2 separate regions of the Mus musculus genome follow, and region 1 is linked to region 2. A link is a contact called in public Hi-C data. All regions are on one chromosome and are shown on one strand. The core of a region is the stretch at or near the end of the contact, and the rest is flanking DNA. Distances in the headings are between cores, read along the strand shown.

Evidence for each region. Hi-C and Micro-C count contacts between places; a contact is called where the count stands out from the background.
Region 1: a contact with region 2 is called in a Hi-C map of bone marrow-derived macrophages, with 4 times the contacts expected there. The contact joins two enhancer-like sites. A contact is called at or near these places in 13 of 39 promoter capture datasets (the 3T3-L1 cell line, 3T3-L1-derived adipocytes, the C10 cell line and 9 more), 6 of 15 datasets of contacts at CTCF or cohesin (the G1E-ER4 cell line, the NIH/3T3 cell line, embryonic stem cells and 3 more), 123 of 484 Hi-C or Micro-C datasets (the 3T3-L1 cell line, 3T3-L1-derived adipocytes, the 63-12 cell line and 65 more) and 9 of 115 datasets of contacts at active chromatin or transcription factors (the HPC-7 cell line, Th17 cells, astrocytes and 5 more).

What each region holds. Positions count from the first base shown.
Region 1 is chr7:128,343,252-128,350,412 of GRCm38.p6, forward strand. It overlaps Gm32707 (a long non-coding RNA gene), which reads right to left. Exons shown (of 3, transcript XR_378506.3): 1 at 2,624-7,161; 2 at 2,394-2,451; 3 at 1,052-1,548. Among named protein-coding and RNA genes, the nearest start is that of Gm32707, 4.8 kb to the right of the region's middle. Within about 2 kb of position 5,525, at least 60 of the 459 cell types and tissues checked have an H3K27ac peak or open chromatin away from gene starts, as enhancers often do. A contact at or near this core is called in the HL-1 cell line, the N1E-115 cell line, adipose-derived mesenchymal stem cells and 7 more, where this site is marked.
Region 2 is chr7:128,306,437-128,312,799 of GRCm38.p6, forward strand. No RefSeq gene overlaps it. Among named protein-coding and RNA genes, the nearest start is that of Rusf1, 11 kb to the left of the region's middle. Within about 2 kb of position 4,170, at least 77 of the 459 cell types and tissues checked have an H3K27ac peak or open chromatin away from gene starts, as enhancers often do. A contact at or near this core is called in the HL-1 cell line, the N1E-115 cell line, adipose-derived mesenchymal stem cells and 7 more, where this site is marked.

The sequences.
Region 1 (7,161 bases), core at 4,275-6,774, 38 kb after region 2:
TCTGCTTACACCTTTGCTTTGCTCTCCTTTTTGACACAGTGCTATATGCTTGGTCTTCACACAGCCTTTGTCATGTGCTCACCAGTGCATGTCATATGTACATGCTTTTAGTTCTGGGTATAGTTTTGCTGGGTATATTAGCCTAGGTTAACTGCCATAGCCTTTGAGGACTTGGAACACATTGCTCCCTGGCTCTTCTGGATTTCCACATTTCCACTGAGACATCGGCAGTTATTCTGTTGGATTTTCCTTTATATGTGACTCTTCGGTACTTCTGGGATGAATCTATGACATTTTGTTAAGGTGGTGATGAGGGTGCAGTAAGAAATTTTTTATTGCACAGAAGCCTGAAAAGGGTGTCAGATTCCCTAAAACTGGGGTCACCTACAGTTGTGAGCTGACATGTTGTTGTGGGAATCAAACCAGGGTGCTCTAGAAGTGAGTTCTGTTAACCACTGAACCATCTCCAGTCCCCACTATACCCCCAAGAGATGGTTCAAAGCCCAGGTAGGTTGAATATAATCTTTAAGGTAGAGGACACCCTTCTTCACTGAAATAAATATGTGTGCAGAACATCCTGTTTGTGGAAGCCTTGCTTGTCACTGGGGACACAGTCATGAAAGTTGTTGTGCACCTTCTATCTGGGGAGACACCATCCATCTTGAGAAGAACTCTGAAGCCATAGTCAGAGCCCTTGAGCACAGTGGAGCACCATCCAGGAAGGCTTTCTGCACAAAGTGTTTGAAACACCTGCTGGGTGGCAGATGGAGGATGGGGGAAGGTTTCCCTGACCCAAGACTCCAGGCCTTCTGAACTGGACTGCAGCTCCATCCACTCACAAACACTTCATGGATACACCAGCAGTCCAGTTCAGTAGTGATGGGATAGCAAACATGACCCAGCAGTGGTGGCATGACCTAGCAGAGACAGCCAGGTTTCCACTGAATAGGCACAAGTCAGCAAGAATGACCAAGACCAGCAGGGACACCAGAAGTTCTCTGCCATGTCTCTCTCAACGAAGTGAAGATCAGCGACAACTAGAGACCCATGATGCATTGCAGACTCTTATTTATTCTTCCTCCAAGCATCACATGTCCTCCAGAAGTGGTAGCATACCACCAAAGTTTTTTTTGGTGCGTTTCTCTCTATGGAGTCACAACAAACGCAGCTCAACTACACATGTAAGGCGAACCAAGACATGTGTGTCATTATCAAAGAATCCTTTTTCACATGTCCTTCCACGTGTTTACTTTAGCACAACAACCTTTCACCCGTGTCTGCTTCAGCAAAACATTCTTTGGCATAACTGACTTTCCAAAGAAACCAGAAGTTTCCACATTACTCCAGCTTCCTTTTTGTGTCATAGAGCTCCAGGAAGGATTTGGCAATGGATCTGCCATCCATCTAGACTAAGTCTAGAAGAAGAGGAAGTGTCACTCTGCCAGTGATGTGTATAAAAGGCACAGTGAGGAGTGGCATGTAGCTCCGAGTCATACCCACACCCCACGACCTCTTCAAACTGTACTTCAGCATGGTCAAGGTGGACAACTGGAAGAAGAGGAAGCACTGGTCAGGCAGAGGTACCGACAGAAGGCTGGCAGTGATACTTGATTGTGCCACCGTTAGCTCTCTACGCAGTGTGACAAGCTTGTAGAACAAGTGTCACAGCCATGGTTAACGTATCACTGATGTCATATATCATGGTCTCAAGGGACCTCAACAGGGACATGCTGAGAGAATGAGGCAAAGATGACTCCTGCTTCTACCCTTCCCTGCACCTACCCTGGCCCTCCAAACCTCTCCAACCCAGGCTTTGAGCTGGAGCATTTGGGACAACCAGGGACATGGCTGTGCCTCTGCTGCTCCCTTGTGGTTACAAAGGGAAAGGCAGTGGCCAAGCCTCATTCTCTGGCCTGTGGCCCTCATCTTGCCACAGGAAGAACCATCAGAAGCCTCAAGCTTTGCTCTGGGTTCTCTTGGGGATTATGGTCTGGACCTCCTCACACACAGCACCTCTGTCTGGCCACCGTGGCCTGACTCCTCCAATGGGTTAGATTCAGGCTACTGCAGGGCCTGGCCTGAGACCCATGGAAGCAACTGTACACACAGCAAGGTCACTGGTTTCCATCTCGGCAGCCTTGCCCTTGAGGTCCAGAAGGTCACACATCTAACTTCCCGGTACCCTGAATCCAACCCTGAGGCCCAGACCTGCACCATCCCTAGCCCCACCCCCATCCCCAAGCCTGACCTCTGGACAGCCCTCACCTCCCCTTAAGCCCTCCAGACACCTGAGTCTCCCCCATCACTCCAGTTCACCTGTAGTCCTTCACCTCCAGGGAACCTACTCTCCCTTCTCCCACCCCACCCACACCTCCAATCGGGCTGACACGCACCTGGTAGCACGCTAGCAAACTGGTAACACTGTAGGCGGGTGTTTTGTTCCATCTGTATCTAAGAAGTAGACAAATGTTGAATTAATAGTCAAACTTTTAAATGAAGAAATTTCACATTAACACCCTGGTTTTCTGCTTTTGTGGAAAGCGGAAGTCTTGACGAGCTGTCATTGCCACCTGGCAAGGGCTGATGAGAAAGCAGCCCAACCCATCTTCAACCTGCCTCTCACCTGTGTCATCCTCACCGGTGCTACCCATCTTCCAGCACTGCGAGCTCCGGGGCTGCAGTAGTAGTAAGCTTAGCAACTGCACTGCCATGGATCTCTTGTTTCTTGGGATGAGACAACATAGCCCAGTTCTTTACATCTGGAAAATATTAGCTCAGAGCTGAAGAGATGGCTCAGCTGGTAAAACACGTCTTCACCAAGCCTGGTGACCTGAATTCAGTTCCTGGAACCTATGTGTAAAGTAGAGGGACAAAATCAGTTCCACCCATCTGTATTTCCTGACACTGAGATCTGTGGCACTGACACAGTGTAACTAGGGTATAGGAAGAGGGAGTGTGTAGTCTTCGGTACCCAAGGAAGCTAGCAGGATTAGCTCCCCCCATGCTTGCTAACTACCCAGTGTTGTATCCCACGCAGTGCCTAAATCAGCTAATCCTGCCACAGATCTCGATGTCAGGAAATACAAATGGGGGCATGAGTTCTGAAGCCCCCCATTGGTTGTCCAGAGACTTGGGTACTCTCTCAGGTGTGGAGGACCCAGAAACACCCCTCCACACTAACCTTCAGTTTCCTTACCTGCCAATGAAGCCCACGACAACTCCCCTCCCCGAACCTGCCATAGACGCTGAAGATTGAAATGTGACCTGAATGGAAATTACTATCTTGAATATCAAGAAGTACCACATGTGGTTCCACTACTGAGCATCTCCTGTCTGGGTCAATTATGAGTCAGTGTGAAGATGCCCCACTGAGTCTGTATAGCCCAGGTTCACAGTCAGAGGTCCAAAAGAGCACCACCAAGCAAGAGCTGTTGGTGCCTGTGTATCTTCAAAGTCCCAGCAGACTAAGAACCATTGGCAAGGGTTGGGGGATGGGGCCAAATAATGACAGTGAAAGCTACATGAGTGTGGGGGTGGGGACTGCCTTGCTGCAGCTCTTGAAAGTTGGCAGATATGGTACAGATCTCTTCCCAACCCTCTGCTCAACCACTGAAGGAGGAGAGCCTGCAGCAGACCCGGGGCCCGGGGGGTAGTATTGACAGCACAGCAATTAGCAAATAATATGAATCAGAGATCTACAAGATCCCCTCTTCTGGTCGTTAACCATTTGTTAGCACAGCTCTAAGGATGTGAGGAACGGTCCCTGCATCTTATCTTTGGCATCCTCTTGCAGGTGGAGGTTCCCTGATCATCAGGATAAGGGGCAGCAGAGGATCGGGGACCCAGAACTCCCTGGTGGTTCTGAACAGTGTCCATGATCACCCACCCACCCACATGGTGGGACTGACCAGGGGATCCTTTCTGACACTAAGGGGGTTGTCAGGACGTTCTGCAAATGCCACCTACGAGGAGGCTTCAAGTGTGCGGTGGGGATGCCAGTCACAGCAGTGGCTCTCAAAACTGGCTGCCTGTTTGGAATCACCTCGAGATAAAGCAAAGGAAAGGCTCTGGGCTGGGGCTGCTTAGTTGGTTGAATGCTTCTCTAGCATGCGTGGTTCGGTCCCCAGCACCATAGGATCTGGATGTTACGGCACACAACTGTAACCCCAGCAACTTAGGATGTGGAAGCAAAAGGGTCAGACATTCAAGGGCATCCTTGGCTTGTCTGGAAGGCAAGCCTGGACAACACAAGACCTTCTCTCAAAAGAGGGAAGGGCAGACGAGGAGATAGCTCATCCAGTAACACACTGCTTGCATTGCTAGTGTGAGTCCCTAAGTTCAAAACCCAACACCCACAGAAGACCGGGTATGTTGCTGTGTACTTGTAATCCCTGCACTGAGAAGGCAAACACAGGAGGATCCCTGGGGCTCCCTGGCCAGCCAGTCTCATCTAAATGAGAGCTCCAAACCATTGAGAGGCCCTGTCTCAGTGAAGGTGGATAGTATTCCTAAGGATGACACCCAAACTTGTCCCTTAGCCCCTACACACACACACACACACACACACACACACACACACACACACACACACTCAGAGAGAGACAGACACACAGAGACACAGAAAGTTAGACACAGAGAGACACAGAGGGAGAGAAAGAGAGAGAGGAAAAGAGAGAGAAAAATAACACCTCTCTCATACACACACACACAAAACAGAGAGAGAGACACACAAAGACACAGAAAGATAGAGAGACACAGAGACACACAAAGAGAGAGAAGCACACACTCAATTGGAGAGAGACAGAGAGAAACAGAGAGACAGAAATACAGAGACACAGAAAGAGACAGAAACACACACACACACAGAGACAGAGAGAAACAGAGAAAGAGGCAGGCACACAGAGACATAGGTAGACACAGAGAGAGACACACACACACACAGAGACAGAGACATGCATACATAGAAACATATATAGAGAGAAACACTCACTCAGAGAGAAAGAGAGAGACAGACACACAGAGACACAGAAAGATAGACACAGAAAGAGACAGAGAAACACAGAGACAGACAGACACACAGACAAGCACACATAGAAACATACAGAGAAAAAAAGAGAGAAACACACACACACACACACACACACACACACACACACACAAAACACTAATCTTATACCCAGGATCCAAATAGCCTTGGACCAAGCCTGGGCATCAGGATTTTTTCAAACTTCACATAATTCTAAGATCACCTGGGCTGAGAGCCACTGCATTACAGCAAAGGCCACCATTTGGGAGTTTGTTGTTTGGTTGTTTTTAAGTTTGTTGGGAGCTATGGAATAGCCACTGCTCTGTCAAGAGTAACAGCAAAGACACAGCAGTGGTTTCTTGGTCCATGCCCCATGTTGTAGATGAGTTGAGCACCCAGTCTGAGCTTTGCCAAAGAACCAGAGCCATACTCCTGGCCTTTGGGCTATCTGTTGCTATGGTGATGGGATGAGCTCATGCATGACACAGGATGTAGTTCTCAGTCTCTCCACAGGCTCCAGGCTCTGTGCCAGGCCCCAGGGGACACATGGTGAATAGGACACTGGGTTATTTCTATCATCGAAATCTCAGCCTGAAAAATCCAAGTGTCAGCAAACACCCCTTAAATAGAAGTGGGACTAGGAGTCACAGAGAAAGCCCAGGAGCCTGGAGGAGAAGGTGAAGTAGCAGAGATATCCCCAGGGTGCTGGCTGAGCAGGGCTAGAGACAGAATCTCTAGGTGATGGGATGGTGTGTGGAAGTAGGCATCTCTAGTCACTGATGCACCTAGCTATCCAGGACCATCCTGGCTTTTGCACTGAAAGTCTTATGCCTGGAACAAAAATAGACAGTTGACCACCCTTGGAATGACGATGCCCCACCAGGTTTAAGAGCCCTTCAGCTTGCTAAAGCCAGTGGTTTCTAAAAGAGATCTGTTGTATTTGGTTATTTCTATTACTTATTATTTTTAGGAGTTGTGTACTAGTGGTAAGGACTTGGCATGAGTCCTGAGTGTCCTGAACCACGGGTCCATGGAGAAATGAGAGTCAGGGTCCATCCTGAGTGGCTACCTCTAAGCCTCCAGAGATGAGGGGGCCTTTTCCAGGCCCTGGCTGGGTGCTAAAGTGGCCACCAGATCATGACACCTTCATGGGGACCCACAATTTGCTGGGCCATGTGATGTGATGTGATGTGATGTGATGTGATGTGATGTGATGTGATGTGATGTGATGTGATGTGATGTGAGTTATCTCTTTACATAGCTCCTTGGGTCCTCCTGAATCGCTCTGGAATGTAGCTCCTGATTCCTGTGTGGTGTCTGTCCAGTGGACTGGTCTACAGATTCTGATTTGTGTGTGGTGTTTGCTAGTGGACTGGACTGAGAACAACCAAGACTGGACTCGCTCCAAAGAACTATTTCTAAACAGGTCTACTTCCCCCGTGTTCTAATGACTTTTCTTTCCCACTCCCTCTGGTGGGTGCTGGGCTAGAGGAGAGGTTGAACCCTTGTTACAGTAGGTTGAGAAAAATGTATGCCTACAACAACTCCAGAGAGAAGGCTCAGCTGGTAAAGTGCTTGCCGTGCAAACAGGAGGGTCTAAGTTCAGTTCCCAGAACCGCCATGGAAAAGCTGGGCAGGTGGTGGCGTCCATTTATAACCCTAATGATAAGGAGGCAGAGACAGATGGGTTCTCTGAGCAAGGTTCAGTGAACTTTAGGGTTCACTGGACAGCCAGACTAGCTTATTTGGTTAGCTACAGGCCAGTGAGAAATCCTGCCTCACAAAACAAGATGAATGGCACTGAGGACTAACACCCAACGCTGACCTCTAGCCTTCACAAGCACATACATTGTGGATATACACTTGTCCACATGAGCACACACGTGAATACACAATAATGTGTCTATCAGTCTTTGGTACATAGAAAGCACAGAGAGAGAGAGAGAGAGAAAGCTCCTGACTGCTGCCCATTAAAGTCAAAGTGGATCAAACCAAGAAGCATTTACTGTCTCACCATTCTAGAAGCAAAAGTTTGCTTCCTGAGTTTGCATTTGGGCCCCTGGCTTATCGAAGCTTTGCTTTCTGGGAAATGTGGGACAGGAAGAAATTGTTCGCTCATTGACACCTAGAGGGAA
Region 2 (6,363 bases), core at 2,920-5,419:
GGGTGCTAGGGTCCAGTGCCATGCCAGTTACTGCCAATCCATTTTTCTTATTCAGAAACCGGGGCTACAGGCTTGAGCGGGTCAACCATAAGGTTTACCTCTTTCTGGGACTATGAAAGGCTGCTGGGGAGGCCCCTCCCATGCTGCCCTCCCTCATTTCCAATCTCTGTCCCCCCCTCCCACCCCCTGCCCCCAAGCCTCCAACTCCACCTCCAGAAAGTCCTGGAACTTTTTTTTTTTTTCCTTTTCTCTGAACACCCTCCATCCTGGACTGGCCTCAGAGTTCTGAGACTGTGGGTGCTAGGGTCCAGTTTGCCCACTGGCCTGGCCTCTCTCAGTGTGTCCTAGGGTCCTTTTTCTCCAAGTGCCCTCCATCACATACACACCTGCACCACACACACACACACACACACACACACACACACACACACCTGATCCCCCATTACCACCTACCCTGTTCTCTAACAAGAGGGTGCTAGAGGCTGGGGCATCCTAGCGAGACTGGGCCCTCTCTGGGAAGCCTTTTTCCCCACATTTTCCCAAGTACCCTCTGTTACAGGCAGGCCTAAAGGTGTGGTTTGAGAGGATGCTAAGGCCCAGCATTTCCAGCAGCCTAACCACAGGTCCATGCAGCTTGAGAGCTTTTGTTCTTGTTCTCAAAGAGACTCCATGTGACCCAGTATCCTAGGCAAGTGGTGTCAGAGTTGTGGTCTGGGCAGACAGCAGCGTGCTAGAGGATGCTGGAGGCTAGGCCACCTATCCTGGAATCCTGGAGCTTGTCACTTCTTTTTCTCCAAGTGCCTTTAATTCAGAGAAGACCTTACACTCTTGGACATCTCTCCCACCTGGCCCCCTCTCTGGTGAGTCCTGGATATTTTTCTTTTCTCCAAGTTCTCTCTTCTCTGGAACACCCCAAGGTCTAAGCAACAGAAGATACTAGGTAGAGGTTCGGAAGTAGGATGCCTGGCTCCCTCTATGGGGAACACCCCCTCCCTTTTCTCCAAGTGCCCTCAGTACCAGACAGTCCTCAGGATCTCAGAAGAAGGCAGTGCTATGGGCCTGATGTCCTATGTGGGCTGGGCTCTTTGGGGAGCTCTGAGATTTCTTTCTGTTCTCCAAGTGCCCTCATTTCGGGGCAGGCCTCTCTCAATTTTTCCATCTGTCAGTTTTTGGCCTGGATCCCTGGGTAAATAGAGTCCTCTTTAGACAGTCTTTGCTCACACTTATATTATTTAGGGTACTATCTGTGTTTTTTTCTTGAAGTTTCAATGTCCTGGGTTTCAGATTTAGGTCTTCCATCCATTTAGAGTGCCGTGCCCCCTGTGTTGTCCCTGACCATGGGCCTGGGTAGTATGTCAGTAGTGGTGAGAGGCCTTAGTCAGGCAGCCAGCTATTGCTAGGATTAAGTTGTGAAGGCAAGGCCTTTGGTCTTGTTCTAATCTCTTTTGGTTGACATTTTGGCAAATGTCAGGCTGACCTGGGAAGACAGAGAGAAGAGGCTTGCTATGTGTTTGAACATGGGTTTTCAGACAGTTACACTTCCCACTGGGTAAATTCATTACCCCACTTAACATGACTTGCTGATATCTGCTCCTTCATGCCTGGCCCTTACCCCCCAGGCACTTGACATTTTCTTTAAGCCACACCCCTTCAAGGCTACTCCATGGCACCCTGCAGAGGCCACATACTTGGCCCTGGATTCAAGAAGTGACCTTTACAACTAAAAGAACTTTCTAGTACTGAGAAGTAAGAAGTCTTAGAAGAGAGGTTGGTGGGTAAATAAAGGAAAACAAAGCTGGACTGTTCCAGTGGTTTGTGGGTACTTTAAAGCCAGGAGGGCATAGCAGTGAGATACATGGCTCAAAGCAAGATCTCAGGATCTACAAGAGGTGTCTTCACCCCCAGCCATGTGTGTGTGTGATGTGTATGAGTGTATGGTATATATGTGTGTATGTGATGTTATGGGTGTATATGTGTATGTGTGTGTGGTGTGTATGGGTGTATATGTACATGTGTGTATGTGGTTTGTGTGGTGTGTGTATGTGTGAGTGCATATATGTATGTATGTGTGGTGTGTATGTGTGTGAGAGTGTATGTATGAGTGGTGTGTGTTTACATGTGTGCATATATGTGTATGTGTATGTGTGGTGTGTGTATGTGTGTGAGTTGTATATGGGTGTATATGTGTGTGGTGTGTATGTGTGTGGACTGTTGTGTGTGAGCGTATGTGTGTGTGAGAGTGTACAAGTGTATGTGGTGTGGTATGTGTATATCATGTGTCCATATAAGTCTCTGTGTGGTGGGTGTATGTGTGTGCATTGTGTATGTGTGTATATGTGTGCGGTGTGTATGTGTGTGGGCTGTTGTGAGAGTATATGTCTGGTGTGGTGTGGTGTGTGTGTGTGTGTGTGTGTGTGTGTGTGTGTGTGTATACAGTGATTATGTAGTGCATACGTACCTGTGTGTATAGCTTCCCAGGTGCTCCAGCTGGAGAGACAGAAAGAAAAGGCTCTGTCCTCCTGAGCTTCCCAGGCTACACTGGGAAACAGAGTGGGACTCTCCACAAAAGCCACCAGTGGCACAGCTATTGCTGTGACACTTCAGAGAGGCTCTACTCCAAAGCTCTGCCACACGGTTCCTCTTGCCTCCAGCTTCGCTGGAAGCATCTGATTTGTTCACGTTGTTCTTGCTATGCTGAGAACTTTGGTTTCCGCTTTCTCCCATCACCTAGCCCGTTCCCATGCTCACGCCCCTCCCCCATGAAGTCATCCATTCCTAAAGGAATCTCTGCTTTTGGATATAAGGATAAATGTATCCTCCATTGGAGGCTGGAAGATGGTTTCTGGTCCCTTTGTCTCTTCCTGACCAGGTAGTAAGTGGCTTTCTTTCCTGGGATCATCTGTACAGTTGGAAGAGCTTGACAGCTTGTGTTAGAATCACGTGTTTACTGTGCCTGTGTTTATATCAGCCGTGTTTCTATACTGACAGCAAACACCATATGGAGGGGAAGAAAGCCTGCTAGATGAATTCTTAAGGAGTCACAATATCAGACATGAAATCTCACAATTGCTCTGGGAAACAGGGGGTTTATCTCGCTCCAGTCAAATAAGAAATACTGTGCTCTCTCCCATACTGGAATAAAACTGTCTGACTCATAGTAATTTGGTCTGGTTCTGGTAATTTGCTACTTGGTTGGAGAAAGATGTAAAGGTTTGTTTTTCTTCCCTGTGAGGCAGGGGGTGGGTGGGTGGGGGACAGTGCTCAGCGGGCTGTGTGAAGGGCCTCATGCTAACAGATACAGACTACAGACCTACAGGGAACCACAGTGGCCAGGATCCTCCTGTGGTTATGATCATCTAGCATGCCGTTTCATAACTATCACTTGGGACCATGTCTGCTTGCCCACATGCACCCCTGTTACCCCTTCCAATTGAGAAGCCCTCCTCCCCACCCCCCACCCCCTTGGAATCTGATATACACCAAAGCTAAATATTTCATGGAGTGGCTACTTATGAACCATCTGTGCCTAGAGATATGGAGCCTGTACCCACACTGAAAGGCAGAGTTCAGGCAAGAATCCAGTGCTGGTGGCCAAGTAGGGGAGGACCTGGCATGAAGCTCACCCATGTCAATCAAAGTATTCACTAAAGAGAAAGCCACATTTGTGAGTGGCCTCTACATATCACACTGAAAATCTGTGAGTTCCTACTAAAATAGCCCCTGCCTTTCAGCCATTTCCCTGTGAAAAGAGCAACGAATGTCTCCCACTTGCTGTTCCTGTCAGACACAGATGCCCAGGTCTCAGGCTGGCCTTTAACTGACAGGTGGAAAAGATATCTTATCAGCCCTAAGTCCTCGGCACCCTAGAGATAAGAGTGAGTTCCAGAAGTCCTTTTTGGGAAGATAAGAGGTCCTTCCAGGCCTCTTTCCAAGAAGCTCTAGCTGCAGCTTCAGGACCGCAGTCACAAGCCCTGATCCCAGTTGCTAAGTCAGGGCATGGGCCACTCCTCGAATCTACCACTGTGGCCAGGAAACAGACTTCCAATTTGGCTATGACTAAATTAAGCGCCCATGTTTGACCTTATTGTTGTGACAGGAAGGCCGAAGGGTTTAATTGGCTGGGGCTGAGTCATTTGCCCGTTCTTGAACGCGTCACTGGGACTGGAAGACAGGTGACTCTGATTGGCTAGGGCTGAGTCACAAACCATCCCCAGAGCTTGGGAGGCACCAGTGTCTCAGACCCAGAAGGTCTGATAGGGATTTGTTCAGACTTGGGGAGAGGATGCTCTGTAGAAGAAGAGATAGAACAGACCAAAAAAACTTACATCTGGGCTAAAAACAGGTCCCCCTCTCCCAACCTTGTTTGTGGACAGTTGTCCCTGCTTCTCCATAACTGCCAAGGGCACAGTCCTTCCTTTCCCCCAAGTGCTTCTGTGAGCCTGGGGGCAGCTGCAGAACGGAAGGCCAGACGTGCATGCTGGGAACATTGAGGATAGTCTTGATTCTCAAGGTGTCATCCTCTGTCTAGTTAAAACTCAAAGAAGCTTTAGAAAGACTCCTAGTCCCACTCCCAAATCAGTGCTTCTTCTACTTCTACTTCTTCTTCTTCTTCTTCTTCTTTTTCTTCTTCTTCTTCTTCTTCTTCTTCTTCTTCTTCTTCTTCTTCTTCTTCTTCTTCTTCTTCAGAGGAGGAGGAAGAGGAGGAGGAGGAGGAGGGACTATGGTCACAGAGAGGTGTCCTCTCTCCTTAAGTCTACTTGACACAGGCTAGAGTCATCTGAAAGGAGGGAACCTCCTTAAGAAAATGTCTCCACAACCTCAGGCTGAAGGCAGAGCTGTAGGACACTTTAATTAGTGATTGATATGGGAGGACCCAGCCCATTGTGTGTGGTGTTGGGCTAGTGGTTCTGGATGCCATAAGCAAGCAAGCTGAGCAAGTCAGGAGGAGCAAGCCTGTAAGTTAGCACTCCTCCACCATCTCAGCATCACCTTTTGCCTCTTGGTGCCTCTGCAGTTTGAGGTCTTGCCTTGGCTTCCCTCAGTGGGCTGTGATTCGGGATACCTAAGCAAAACAAACCCTTTCCTCCCTAAGTTGCTTTGATCTCTGTGTTTCTTCACAGCACTGGTAACCTAAGACAGGCGAGCTGTTTGAAGTAATAAAATAGCCCATGGCTTAGCACTCCATCTCCTCGGTCTTGGGGTTGATTAGCCCACCTTGTTTCTTCTTCAGACTCCCCTTGATCTGAAGGCTGGTGGCTTTCTGTCGATGCCTGTGCAGCTGGGAAGTGTGCAGCTTTCAGAGTCTGAAGCAGCTAAGCAAGTGTGTTCACTTCACTTGGGAGAAAAAGAAAAGGAGAAGGAGAGGGAAGAGGGAAAGCACAAGGCCCAACTGTTTATTCATTTACAATTAATTATAAGCCGTTTAGAACTTTTCCCAAACTCTCCTAAGGAGAGAGAACGGGTTTCCTCATGAAGCAGCCTTTCAGAAGTGGTGTGGGCTACAAGCAAACTTTCATATCTGGCCCAGGTCCTACATCCGGTGCCAATGGCTACATCTACAAAACACTCCCACACGTAAGGCTCAGGAAACATTGCGGAAGAGGGAGTGAAGATCGGGGGATAGGTTATGAGATTGTGTCTCCTAGTACTGTCAGAAGGCATACTCATAAATCTCACAAACATGACTTCCCAAGCATGAGCTGAACAAAGACGACACGAATAGACAAGCCAAAGTGAGTGGGGGGAAGCCCAGGGAGGCCTCAGCCCTGCACAAAGAACGGCAGGCAGCTAAGGAAGGCTGAGGGCAAAAGAAATGGTTTTCTCCAGAGAAGGGCACAATCGGTTATCCAATACCAAAAGGCTGGCCCTGAAAACACACATACAAGCCTCAGTGTACAGACTGGACAGGTTATACTTAGGAATATACATGATATTCATCCAATAACGATCAATGACAAAAGACGCCATGGTTTGAAAGAGAGGAAGGAGGGGTAGAGGGCGGGTTTGGAGGGAGGAGAGGGAAGGGAGAAATTGGGAAATGAAAGAGGAAAAAAATGGGTGGGTGGTTCCCTGGTAATTACTTTGGGACAATGGAGCACCTGACAGAAGCAGTGTAAGGAGGCAGGGGTTATTTGAGGTCATAATATGAGGGTAGAATCCGTCATGGCAGGGAAGTCTTGGTGGCAGGAAACCCACATTGCATCCAGGGAGAAAAGCAGCAGGCGATGGTGAATCAGGTCGTCGTCTTCTCAAATACAAATCCAAACTCCACGCCTTCTTTCCCTCTCTTCCCTCCCTCTTCCCTCCTCTCTTCTTCCCTCCTCTCTTCTTCTCTCCCCCCCCCCTTTTTTTTTCTTCTGTAAG